Regions from separate parts of the Gossypium arboreum genome. Here region 1 is linked to region 2. Evidence: chromatin contacts called from public Hi-C data. All regions are on one chromosome and are shown on one strand. Each heading gives the region's core, a stretch centred on a gene start, on an enhancer-like site or on the middle of the called end of the contact. The rest is flanking DNA. Distances are from core to core; before and after follow the strand shown. Region 1 holds the start of LOC108480562 (IQ domain-containing protein IQM3-like). Region 2 has its middle 30 kb from the start of LOC108480680.

Region 1 (6,929 bases), core at 563-3,062, 120 kb before region 2:
TAGTATCCCTTTCTCCACCACCAATCTACCAGCAGCTAGCGTTACTCCACCAGCTAAGAAGCTAGAATGATGGAACATTCCTTTCTTCTTCTGCAAGGTACCGAAAAGACATTAAAGACATTTTTGGGTTTTCATACATCTAGTAAGTATTTAATCTAAAAGTTGCGGTTCGAGCCAGATGGTTTACCTCGCCGGCATACAATTTCTTCGAGGTGCTCATAACAAATATCCATTTAACTTCTTTCGAGCCTTGGAATGTATCAAGGACATTTCTAGTTTGTTTATGGATAATCTTTCCTTCAACAACAATGTACTCATAATGTTCCCTTTCTTGCTGTTTACAACAACAGGGAATTAACAATTTCATTCAATCTTATTTGGAAAAAGAGATTGAATCTAACATATGAGTTTGCATACATACAGGTCCGAGATACTTGATGCATTGTTTTCGAAGCTTTGATCTTGAACATTCTTCGAGATCGACATCTTTGCCATCACCTATATCTAACCTGTAGGAAACAAAATAAGAAAGAAAGAAAAAAGGTGAAATCATTATTTTTGTCCTAGTACTATGCTCAATTTGAAGATTTAGTCCATCTACTTTAATTTGGTCTTCCTACCAATATTAATAGAATGAGAAAAATGTTTGGGGTTTACCAGTAGAAAAATGGTTGACCAGCATCAGTTTTGCACCATTCATCGTAGTAAATATGTAAGTTATGGCCATAACGGTGTCGTGGATCAATCTACAGTTGAAAAAAAGTGTTAGATTCAAAATTATCCAATATATTTTGTTTAATAAAAAGATACAGAAGAGTAAATTACAGCTTCAATCCAATGTTGAAAAGCCAATTTTTGTGCTTTGGCGTCTATGGACAACCCTTTCCCGACCTGACAAAATTCCCAACTTAATTATTTATGAAAATTAACTAAAAAAAAAAAAGACAGAACATGGAAACTGGGAGGTAAAAGAAAAAAAAAATAAAAAGAAGAAGAAGAAGAAGAAAATACCTTAGAAGCATTTAAGCCAACGCGATTCCACCATGAAGCAGCAGTTTCTGGTTTCAAATAATTAAAAAAGGAAATTGTGCTGTGATTAAGCCTTGCATAATTTAAAGCCAGCCACCTGAAAATAATAAAAATATTTACTATTAGTATTAAATAATATATATTTTGAAGACAGACAAAGATTTTATGAAAGAAACTACCAGAGTTCTTCAGCGACAACAGCGGAGTCTGCTAACCTACGCCGTGTCCGGTAACTCCTATACACCTTCTGGACCTTAACGGCGGCGTTGGAATGAGAAGAACCGCCACTGCGCGTCTGATTCGAACCCGGAGAATCTCGGCCGTCGGATAACGGCTCCAGCAGCATTTTCAAACCACCACCATTAACCACCGTCGGGAAATCCGATTCGCTAGCTTGGTTCGGACTATCCACAGATACAAATTCGGATTCCCCAAGTAAGCCGGCGTTCGTAATGTCGGTGGAGGAAATGTTATAAAACGGAGACTTTGACTGGAGATCGAAATTCGAAACAGCTGCTTGACTTTCAATTACTTCCATTGTTTTTCTTGGTAGCCAAATTTGAAGGAGTTTTAGAAAGAGAGAATCTTAGGGTCGTTGGTTTTGGAGAGAATACTTCAAAGAAAAAACCAGAGCCAAGGACTTAGAAAATCGCCGGGAAACCCACTTGTAAATTTGTAAATAGATTCCAGTTGGATTAAGAGTTAGTGAAGTGCGTGTTGTTACGCGCTGAGGTTGAGAGTGAGATTTTGTGTAACTCGCTCGAGACAAAACAAACTAGTGACCAAGCATACTCAAAAGTAAAATCAATTATGATATATATTTATGGACTGACATTGCTCCGCCTCATAAATCATAAATCTGGCTTTAACAGTCTTTGAGTAAGGATTTTTGTGATTTTGTTATTATTATTATTATTATTATTGAATTTTATTAATCTAATTGAAAAAATTGAGTGCCATAAATCTATTTTAGTTAAACTAAAAAATATAAAACAAATAAATTCAACATTGATTAAATTTTAAATAAGACTAAAATTATTTCAAAGTAAAATAAGAGTGTGTTCTAAAAATTTGTATAAATATAAGTTCTAAAATTTATGTAAATAAGCGGTAATTTTTAAAATTTCTCATTATTTTATTTTATTTTGTTTAATACGGATAATCACATTATAAGATAAAACTTCAATTTCAAAAATCATTTTCATTTGATTCTAATGTATGTTTTAAATTTTCATTTTATTAAAATTATTTATAATTTTTACAAATACAATGATATCCTTATTGAATACTTTATATTATTTATTTCTAATATAATTCTTTTATAATTACTCTTTGATTTGTAAAACAAGATACTTTATATGGTCCCATCACTTGAGAAGTCGAGATCGCATTGCAACTCGAGGTCCCAGTTGACGGTGATTATATGGTCATGAGTTGTAGTGTAACTAGGGCTTCAAGTTTACAAAGGTTATACTGTCAAGGGATAGAATGTAGCTGGGGGCCCTAGTTGGCAGTGGTTATACGGGCACGGCAACAAGTTTCACCTTATCAAAAGAGGATGCTTTATTAAATCCATGCAGAAGTCTAAGATCATAGTCATAGTGAAAAGCACAAGGGCTTTTCAATATACCCAATTAACTCATTTTCTCCACCAAAGATGCTGAACTCGTTACATTAACCTATAGCAGAGTTGGCGACAATAAGGTTTCCAGCAGGAAGGAGTTGTTGTGTGGTGTACAAAAGATGAAATGCAAATCGGGTCGACAACGGTTGCTTGGTGAAACCTTAATTCTTTTGGGTCCAGCATTAGTTCTTATAATTTTGGTCCCCTTAGGTATTCATTTAGAAAGGATGTCCTTGTTTATAGTAGTACTAAGTCCTTTAGAGAACCCATACACTTCTAACAAGTTTTCCCTTATAGATTTTTTTGAGGACCTCTATGTTTATATTAATTAAAGTTTGATTTAACAAAGTTTGCCTTTGAATTTTTTCCCTTTTCAAATCTTTTTGGAGAAACTTTGTTAGATAAAGCTTTTTCTTTTTCAAGCAACTCAAGTTGCTTTTAATGATCCTCATTGTCACACCTAATTTTCCTTAAGCCAAAAAATTAGGAATAATTAGGGGTCAAATTGAAAGAAACCATAAGTTGGTGGTTTCTATTGAAAAATAGGAAAATTTAGCTGCTAATTTGGACATAGTTAAGTTTCAATTCTAGTTCCATTGGATGAGAACCAACTAGTTTGATAGTAGGAGACAAAATGATTACCAATGGATGATTTTTATAGGGTTGGTAACCGTACATAAAGTGCTATAAATAGCTGAGAAATGAATTCCTAGGTGAATTCTTCTCAATTTTGTTTAATTTTCTTCTCTTCTTCATATTCTTCTTTGTTACTTCGAAGAAGAGATAATTATAGGAAGCTCTACATGGAGCGATGATCATGGGGTTTGTGTCTGAAAAATGGAGAATCTAGTGAGCTAGAGAATAAAAGCTTTGATGTTCAGAAAAGCTAAGCTGATAAGGCAAAGATGCATCAGGTGAGTTTCTTTACTCCATACATGGGTGTTCTTTGAATGTTATGACTGGTATGATCTTTGTTGTTTGAGAATGCCTTGTATGCATAAGAGTGAGTAGGTATATGAGTATCCATAAATGTTTCAGTATGCTCGAAATGGTTGTGATACAATATATATGATTTAGCGTACTCCACGTTATTATGTCTATGTGATAATATGCTTGTGACTGCGTGTTTATGAACTGTGGAGTATGGAGGGAAATTGTTGACGGGATAGATGGTTTGAGATAAATGGTTAGGGAAATTGAAAAATATGTTTTATAAATAGAAATAGAAATTTATTTTTGAATATTGAAAATATATTTTGTACTTATTTTTCTATAATAGAAACATGAAAAATAAAATAAAAATTCTACATTTACATAGATTAGAATTAGGGTACAAAATTTAATATTTGAAAGTTTTTAAAAGAATATTTTTGTGTTTATATAGGTTTGAACCAAGATTAATTCATTTAAAGTTAAAACCCTTGTTTTTGTCATTTTCAATTTTACAAAACATTTTCAGTGAAAACAATGAAAACAACTTATTATTAATTTCTAGTTTCCACATACTTTTATTTTCATTTTTTAAAATCATTTTAAAATTTTCAAAATGTTTTCTATTTTAGAAAACAAAAACAAAATTTACCTCTGTTTTTGAAATCAAATGGAGACTAAGGATTTGGTTTCTGAAAATATTTTCTATTTTCATTTTCAAAAATAATTTTATTTTCTTTTTTTTAAATTGAAAATATGATTAGTAAATAGAAATAAATAAAATTCTTAATAATGAAAACATGAAATTATGTTTGGTTTTGGTAGCTGTTTTTCTAACAAAAAAAATTACATTTATATGAATTTGAACTAGGGTACTAGATTTAATATTAGAAAACATTTGACAAAAAGAATTTTTGCATTTATATAAGTTTTAACTTGGGTTAATTCATCTTAAGTAAAAATCCTTACTGTCATCATTTTCACTTTTATAAAACATTTTAGTGAAAACAATGAAAATAATTTTTATTGTTTTCTAATTTTCACATATTTTTATTTTTTTTAAAAATTTTAATCAAATACATTTTCTTCAATGATTTTCATTTTCCAATAAAACAAAAATACCAAATACAGTCTAAATTTCTTAGTTTTTAATTTGGTTTTTAAAAGTTGGTTTGAAAAACATTACTAAACAAGGGTATAAGTCTTCCTTTTTAAAAAATAAAAATAAAATTACCTCACTTTTATTTATTTTTAAGTATAAGTAAAATTTTAAAAAAAAATCTAATTAGCATCTTGGTTAAGCAAAATAGTGAAAGGATTGAAAAGGAAATAAAAATTGAAAAGAAAATAAATTGAATATGCTTAGTAATACAGAAAGTGAGAGAAAAAATAATAAGAAATTTCGCTTTCTATTCTAATACGCAAAAATAAATTATTTTCAATTTAAATGATAAGAAGAAAGAAAATGAAAGAGACAGGTGTCAGATACTTCAAAATTTTGTATTTATCAAAAGTTTTATTTTCTTTCTTTTATTTTTAATTCTATCAAGTAATAGATGAAAGTAAAATTATATTTTTAAAATTTTTTTCTTACCAAGCATTCTAATTTAAAATTAATATACTTTTTTACCCTTTCAAGTTTTTATAATTTTCTAATTTTTTTTACTCTACCAAGTAAAGCCTAAGTCTAATGTAGTAAAATGATATATAAAATATTATTTATTTTGACAAACCCGTAAGTTTTTTTTTTAACTTTTTCTATTTCAGATAAAAATTGGTTATAAAATATTTAGTATAAATTTATATTTATGTGATTAAAACTGTTGTAACGTATCAAGATTAAAAAAAAACTGAAATAGAATATTAATAGTCTAAATAATATCTTAATGAGTGTTTGATTCTTTTCCAAAAGCATATTTTGTTAAAATTAAAAGTTGTAATGAAGAAAAATCAAAGAATAGAGGTTTGTTTAATTTTAAAAATAATGTAAGTTAAAGAAGAGTTTTAATATTAGAGTAGGGAACATTCACCACATATGTAAAATAGAATATTTAAAAATTGATATAAATAATAAATAAGGTTTTCATAAAAATTATAAAAGTTTACATGTGTATATATTCTATTTTTATATATAAAAGATATAAAATGATCATTTACATTAATGAATTATTAATGTTTTAAAATTGAAGCTTTGAGTGAAATGGTTAGAGTTTCTATTAATCTTCCAAATAAAAAATTAAGAAAAATAAGTATGTGTTATTTTCATAAAAAGAATTATATGCGTTATATGGAAATGAATAAAATTAAATTTATTTCTAATTTAAGTGGAATTCAGTCTTTTATACTTTATAGTAAATTATAATTGATGGCTGATTTTTACTTCTCATCGTAATTTATATACTCCTAAGAAGAAAATAAAATTCTCATCCACACATTTTGTGGTTCACATTAATTAATATGAGACCCCATTCACTTTAATATTTTGGTAGTACTACACATTATTTAGGAGAATAACTACATTTCTCAAGAAAATTTCTAATTGCATTTAAAATATTATTAAGTTTTTATCTAAATTGACATTAATATATGAGAATCTACACCATTGGATCAGTTCATTTACTAACCAATCATTTTACATTTTACAAGTTTTGAAGTATACTTTTCTGTTTTTGTGACACATATTTATCTTAATTAGCAACATAATTATTTTAATTAATTTATTAATTATTATAAATGAATAAAATTTAGTAATTACTACTTTTTCTTTTTCAGGTAAACCAAATTTAAATAAAGAAGAAATCAAGGGGAACACTTCTAAACTCAAGTCAATAGGCTTATTTCATACAACCTGTACTATGCATTCCACCCTATTCGAAGAAAGGTTAACATCAACCTCAATAATAGAATTCAACATATTTGACAAATTCATAAAATCATAATATGAATCAAAGGATAAAGCCACTCGAGCTACTTTATTTGTCACTTTTTAGTCCAAATAAAAGATAAATTATTAAAACAAGATTGAAGGAAAAGGTTGTAACACCTTGATACCTGACCCGATCGTCAACTCCTAATTATAAGGTATCACATTCATTGCTGAAGCAACTACAACCAGATTACATTCATTTAAAAACTGTGAAACATTCAAATATAACTAAAACAAGTGTATAAAATGATATATAATCATTTTTGGGTCTTATACGAGCTTACGAAAGCTCTTTTGCTAACTCGAGATCAAAATATGACCAATTTATAAGAATTCAAAAATTTTGGGTTGATGCTATGACACCTGGGGTTCCTTGTCGCGGTGCAACCTACTATTTGGAGCTCGTCATGACCTTGAAGA
Region 2 (7,466 bases), core at 2,663-5,162:
TTAAATCAGTCCATTGCCACCTCAACTCATGGACTGAATGTTGGATTAAGGACAAGGAAGAGATTTTATAAATATAAGCTGGGTAAACGGTCCAGCCCATTTAAATTGTAGCCTATAAGTTCTCAAAATACCTTTTTCTTCAGTTAAGGGCCAGCTTACAATTACACACTAACAAATTGCATTATATACTAAAAATACCTTTGGATACCATGTAGTTAATATATATATATATATATATATATATACATGTATGAGTTTAAAAATAAATTAATAATGATATATATACAATCTATATGGAATTAAAATAAAAATTAATTTAAATTATAAGTAAAAACATTAAATATGTAAACACATCGATTATAAATATTAAATACAATCTAATTGTTTATTATGGTATTTTTATTTTTCTATAACACGTTGAAATGTTATCGTGTTGGTTAAAAGAAAGTTCAATATTGAGTTGATTTGTGACACCAACTCAACCAAAAATATTATGTATACTAATTTTGTTACACTCATGATGTAAGTGAAAGAAAAACATAATATTAAAATTATATTTATAAAAAAAATGGGATGAAGTTCAAAATTGCACATGAACTTTAGTTCAATGTGCAGTGCTATATGTGAACTTTAATTTTGTACAAATTTATATATTAAATATTTATTTGATTCAAATTTCACAATTTACTAATACAACTATAGATATAACATCGTTTTAAACAAATAATTATATTTATTTAAGACCAAAATAAAATTGATATATTTATTTTTTATAATGTGTAAAATCGATTAAAATTGAAGTTTCATGTATACATTTGAGCTACAATAAAATAATTAAAGTTTGTGCATCAAAATTACACTTAGACCAAGTTGATGTAGAATTTCGATACTTTTCCTAAAAAATTATCAATAATTGAGTTATAGATGAAATGGTAAAATGCTTATTGTAAACGTTGTTTAGGCTTAGGTACATTCTTACACATTACATTAAATTATTCAAAATTTTATAAAAATATAGATATTTCATACAACAACAATTAAGAACCTGTCCAATATATTTAATTTACATTAAAAAATTAAAATTTAATAAATAAAAGAATACATGACCTGCTTGTAGAGTTGTTTAGTTCAATTGCAAATGTACCCTATAATAATCTTTTGGTTAAATGAAATAATTTCAGTTTTAGTCCCTCCCAGTTATAAGTATTCAATTTAAATCTTTTTAAAACAGAAAAATTACCCCAAGCACATTAAAATTCTAAAATTTTATTATCCACAAAAGGAGATGTGAATAAAAATATTGTTGGCAGAATTTAGTACAAAGCCAGTTTCAATCAAAGCATCCTTGTTGATTTGTGTAACCAAGGCAGCCATTACAGGCCGGCACGACGCCACCATTTTCATCACTCTCTCCGTAACAAATGTTTGTGTTGGGCAATCATTTGAAGGAGACAAGACCTGACTTTGGCAGGCACCGGTGGGGTTAATCATCAACCAAATTTCATTAATTTAAATAAATTAATTACACTTACCTGTCAGATACATTTGAATTATCTCTTCAAAGAGTTTAAGAAACCTCCTTTGATGTTTCCCTTCACGTACTGCATATAATATGCATGAACCTGAAATCACTATTCTAACTAATTGCACATGTTTATCTCCTTTTTCTTTTTTTTTTTATTTCTTTTCTCATACATGTTTTGGACCTCACCGCTAATAATATTTTTATCTAATAAAATAAAATAAAATAATTATATTTATTTGATTAACTACTTTATTGTAGGTACTCTATAAAGAGGTGAACGAATAACCATAAAATGTGCTCTATTTTTACTCCCAATTATATGATTAAAGAAAGAGATGAACACTTTAAAGTAATTAAATCTAAAGTTAAAATTGTGTGCATATAAATGACACTTGAAATTATGAAAATATAAAAATTAATATAAAGAAAAATGAACCTGATTTGGATTTCTCAAGAGCATTTGATTTTGATCCAAAAACATATGAAAGGACATAAATAGTAATTATTGTTCCATAACTCAAATGGTCAAATATTACACAAAATAACATTCCATATCTAGTTTTGATTGATGTTGGAAATATCCATTTGCCATGAAGCCTTTCATTGCTAGATGAAGAGAATCTCTTCAATTTTAATTGCTTTTTTTTTCTCTCTCTCAAATAAGAAGATTTTGATGTCACCTTAAGATGAGACATATTGGGATGGAATAATAAGATATGATTGTGATTTTTTTTTGTATTTTTTTAAGAATAAAATATATCTATCAAGAAAAATGTGATTGAAAAAAATGTTTACAATACTATATATATATATATACTCTTTCTTGTCCTTTGTGAGGTTGTGGTGAATTAGAGCAAAATTGTTCCATGTGCACTTGAGGGAACAAATTTATTATGGAATTCTTTCAAAGAGTATCCTATGTTATTTCTAAGATGAGCTTGCTTAATTTAATTTCTAGCAAATATTTTTGGTAATTTAATGCAATTCTACAAAAATTAACTCAATTCCATTGCACTAAAGGATTGAATAAAATAATATATTTTGAAAACAACTTCATCTATTATCTAGAGTTTCAATTGATTATTTTTATGTAATAATAAAAATTATTGTGGGATATTATTTTCATTTCAAATCATGTTAAAATTTACTGATGGGATTTGATTTCAAACTTTTACATTTCTTCATTTAGTTTTTTTATTATATAAATTTATTTCCACATAAACAATAAAATAAGCATGCAAATTGGATGTAAATGTAATTTGAAAATCTTGTGGGGAAAAGTGTTGCAAAAGTAATCCACTATAGTATATTTCAAAATCAACTTTTTGAAAACAAAAGCAAAAAGGAGGTACAAAATGCAAATGGTTTCAACTTCAATAAAATCTCAAACCTTCTGCTTCAACAAAACCTCATTATCTATACTAACAATAAATTATTTTCACTCAATTGGATAATACATGCATAAATACAAAAATAAATCTTTTGAGGATTTTACTCATTTAATTAAAAATTATCCATTTTTCACAATTTCTTTTATACAATAATTCAATTCTAACCTGACTATCTTAAAATAAACCAACATCTAATTAATAGAATAAAACTTGATATCTCCCACTTCTCATAATTAATCACTCATTTTCCTAAAAAAATATCTTACTTTTTTTTCTCTCTTTAATAAATATTTTTCCTCAAGATCTAAGATATAATTCTATGCTATTACATCTCCTCCCTATTTGTAAGCTTGTAATGGTACCCAAAAACAAAAGAATTTGATTACATGCATTTGCATGTCTAACCAAGTTTAATATATATAAATATGCACTAGATTAGTAACATATATGTTAAAATATACACATTATGAGATTTATTTAGTGATTTGCACAATAAATAATTTTATTAAAAAAATCAATAATATATTTTAGATTTGATTCAGTTTATATATTTCTTTTTAATCCTTTTAAAATTATTAATTAATTTATTATTGATATGTCTTAATATGCATAGATGAATCCAAAAATTCTTTTAGAGGAGAAATTAAATTATAAATTGAGAATTCAATATATAATTTTATCACATATTTATTTAAATAATTATATTAATTTAATATTATTAATATGATATATAAGTGTTTGAATTTTATTTTACTTATAATTTAATATATATTTCTATTTTGATATTATACATGTTTATGTATTATTATATATTATTTTTAAATATAAATTTATATTCGAAATTAATAATTTGAAAAAGTTTGAATAAAATTGTTGTTAGAAAATAATAGTGAAAGAAAGTGGTTTGACTTAAAAGGGCCGGGGATGGATTGGTGGATGCATAAGGTCCGTCCAAAAACGAGGTAAGGGCAAAAAGGCCGGCACTCTCTGACAGGCGGCTGAGGTGAATGAACACGTGTGAAGTGGACAAGCTATAAAATTGGACGTATTATGTGGATGCATGGAATGACGGTGCATTTAGAAGTCACTGTTACCTTTCTTGTCTTCACTCAAAAATGTTTGTAATGCGGCCCCATTTTGATTTCCTAACATTTATGTTACTTGGATTGCGTGGTCGGTCGGTTTGTATTTTATTTATTATTTTTAAAGGTTGAAGCCAAACGATATACAAACATATTAGTTAATTTTAAGCCATGTTTTGTTTACGTGAGAATAAAATATCTCATGCTATTTTCTCCAATATAAACAATTCCTCCCATTCTCAAAACGTTCAAATTTTCTATTAGTCCCTATAATTTATGGAAGTTATGAATTTAGTCCCTATACTTTAATTTTATCAATGTTAGTTCATGTACTTTTTGAATTTTAAAATTTTAATCTTCATCAAATGATAATTGTTAAATTTATTAAGTTAAGTTCTTCTGTTTCTAAAACTTGATGCGCCAAACATATTATCGTATGTAATGCTATGTCAGCTTATTATTTCTACATATTACTCACTACAAATTTAGTTAATGAATTAACAACTGACATTTGCGTTAAGACTAAAAAATTCAAATTCAATAAGCATATAGACTTAGAATGATCAAATTGGAGAAAATGGACCAAACCTACAATTGTACACATACTAAAACATTAGTAATTGAATTTGACCAAACAAAATTAACTGCTTCTATTTGAGTCAAGACTAAAATTTTAAATTTCAAAATTTTAAAGAGTACAAGGGCTACAATCAATCATTTTGAAAAGTACATGTACTAAAAATGATCAAATTAAAATACAAGGACTAAATCCATAAATTTTGAAATGTATAAAGACTAATAGTAAAATTTAATCTTCTCAAAATTTGCTTAAAACAACGGTTAAAACTTTCATCTAACATCTAGATGATACATATATAAATATTGTCACCCCTTGCTGTAATGCCCCAAATTTCTTTAATTTCGGCTTTTGTAATTGTTGAGCATGGAAATAACTGAACAACTGGGTCTATGTTATTTTTGGCTTTAAACATGTTGGTTTAAGTGGTTATGTGCTCTGGGGTGTGTTTGGGAGGTCTTAAGTTCAAGCTTTAACTTGGGCTAAATTTTGGGTTTTTTTTTTTATTTGAATAAAGCCTGACTTTAAGTCAGTGGGCTTATAAGGGATTGTTGGTAAAAACCTAACAGAATGGGCCTACTAGTCTAGTGGTTAGATGGCAAGGGATCACGCTTAGGGTCTGGAGTTCGATTCCCTACAGTAGCGATGGGATTATTTTTGCTGCAAGTTTTGGCTAAGAGTTGGGCTTTATCAGAAATCTGAATTGGGGTTTAGGGATTCTTCCCTTCTTTTTAACAAAAGTTCTTGCTCTCTACCGTTTTCTTTTTCCCAAAACCCCTTGCTGCCGAAAATTCCCTTCTATTTTTCTTTCTTCCCTTCGTTTTTCTTCTTTTTCGATAAGTTTAGGAGTATTGCTAGCGGTCCTATCGATTTGGTAAGTATCACTTTATCAAGTTACGTGATTTTCTTTGGCGATCGTTTAAAAGGATTTTTGTTTGCTGTTTAGGGGATATTCAAGGCTCTGTAGATCAGTAATCGAGTTCTAAACAGCAAGGAAACACCGTTCTTCATTGAAGGTAAGTAGATCTCTCTTTTGGGATTTGGTAATACTTAAGGATGTTGATTTAAGTAACTGATTTTGGGCTCGATATTGTTAATGTTAGGTTTTGGAGTGCTCACGGTTGGATTAGCAGCGAAAACGAACCAGGTGTGTACTCCAATTTATTCGAAATTGCGTTTCAGCGAAAGCCAAAACTGCTACTGTCGACGCCACACGGGCGTGTGGCGATACACGGCCGTGTGTTCGGCAAGCCAAACCGTGCGCGTGCTACACGGGCACGACGGACACTGGCGTGTGATGGCTTGTAGGCCGTGTACGAGGCACGGGCTCAGGTAAATGGACCGTGTGGGCCACACAGGTAAACCTTACGGGCGTATGAGAATCTGCGCCAAGCCGTGTGATCCACACGGGCAAAGCCAAGTTAGGCCGTGAGCCCACACGGGCGTGTAAGCCCAATTTGTTTGAAATGTTCTGTAAGGTTGCACAGGTCGTCTAAGTCGACCGTAACCTGACTGTAGGGGCGGTAAGTATTACTTAAACCCCATACTCTAATTGATTACTGAATTGTATGCAAAAGCATGTTATTACAAGCATGTGTATCTGTCTGATTCCGTATATCTATTCTGCCATGATTTTGATAAGATCTGATATCTGCATATAAGCATGTCATGATATGTATATTGCATTGCATTGGGTTGGGATTTTTGTGAAGAGAAGGAAGTTTGAGAGGCGATTAGCCTATTATCTGGCAGCTACGCTGCATATATTTATTATGTACTATTATATCCCCATACTTGGTGTGTAGGGTTAGGTGGTTCGATTCTATCCCCACATGGTGTGTTGGGTTGGTCAGAGATGGTGTGCAGGGTTGGTGGGTGATCGCGTGATTCGTAACAAGTAATAAATATTTATAATGAAGATCAAACCTAGACTAACTATCATCGCAATGTAGGCAAGTGTACCTATCGAACAGTAATATAGTTTTAGCAAGACTGGATTGTCGAACCCAAAGGAACTAAAAGTATTAGTAATGTCTGTCTTTTTATTATCTAGCCTAAGAATAACGGGGTTAATTAAATTATCTAAACTAAGAACGCACAGAGAAAAGAATTAGGGAATTGTTTTTGGGAAAATCGATTGACTTGAGACAATACCTAAAGAAAAATCCACCTAGACTTTACTTGTTATTCTGGCTCCGAATCGGACTATTTATTCATTCAACTTGTTCCGTAGAGATCCGTAAGTTATGTTATTATCCCTATTCAAGACTAATAACGTCTAATCCCTAGATTGAATAACCGAGACTTTTCTTTAATTAACACTCTAGGGTTGCATTAACTCGATCTATGGATCCCCTTATTAGGTTTCACCCTAATCCGGCAAAATCTTGTCACCCTATTTCTAGGCGCGCAAACAACTCCGCTTAATTATGACAAAAGTACTCTTAGACAGGGTCTATTCCTCCTCTGAATAAGAGCATGTCTTGAATCAGTATCCTGGGATATCAAAATAAGAATTAAGAACACATAATTAAGAACAAGTTAAATATTTATCATACGATTCAGAAAATAATAACAAAATTCGTCTTAAGTTTCATTCCCCTTAGATATTTAGGGGATTTAGTTCATAACTAAATAAGAAAACATTTCAGAAGAAGAAAGAATACAAAACATAAAGAAAACCCAAAACTCCTGAAGGGAAATTGAGGAGAGATCTTCAGTCTTGATGATGAATCCTACTTCTAAGATGGATCAATCGGCTTCCTTAAGGTAATTCCTTACCTCCTATTCTCTGTCTCCCCTTTTTCTCCTTTTCTAGGGTGTACTTATAGGCTTTGGAATGCCTAGAAGCCCTCAAAAGTGGCCTTTTCCGAATTGGACTTAACTTGGGC

The links. A called contact is a pair of places that touch in the nucleus more often than the background predicts.
Region 1: a contact with region 2 is called in a Hi-C map of leaf, with 4 times the contacts expected there. The contact joins the promoter of LOC108480562 here to the enhancer-like site in region 2. A contact is called at or near these places in 2 of 5 Hi-C or Micro-C datasets (both in leaf).

The regions. Positions count from the first base shown.
Region 1 is chr1:64,871,936-64,878,864 of ASM2569848v2, reverse strand. It overlaps LOC108480562 (IQ domain-containing protein IQM3-like), which reads right to left and starts at 1,812. Exons shown (of 8, transcript XM_053028874.1): 1 at 1,209-1,812; 2 at 1,012-1,126; 3 at 826-891; 4 at 658-746; 5 at 422-509; 6 at 188-334; 7 at 1-90. The coding sequence starts at 1,567.
Region 2 is chr1:64,750,842-64,758,307 of ASM2569848v2, reverse strand. No RefSeq gene overlaps it. Among protein-coding and RNA genes, the nearest start is that of LOC108480680, 30 kb to the right of the region's middle. Within about 2 kb of position 3,912, at least 1 of the 2 cell types and tissues checked has an H3K27ac peak or open chromatin away from gene starts, as enhancers often do. A contact at or near this core is called in leaf, where this site is marked.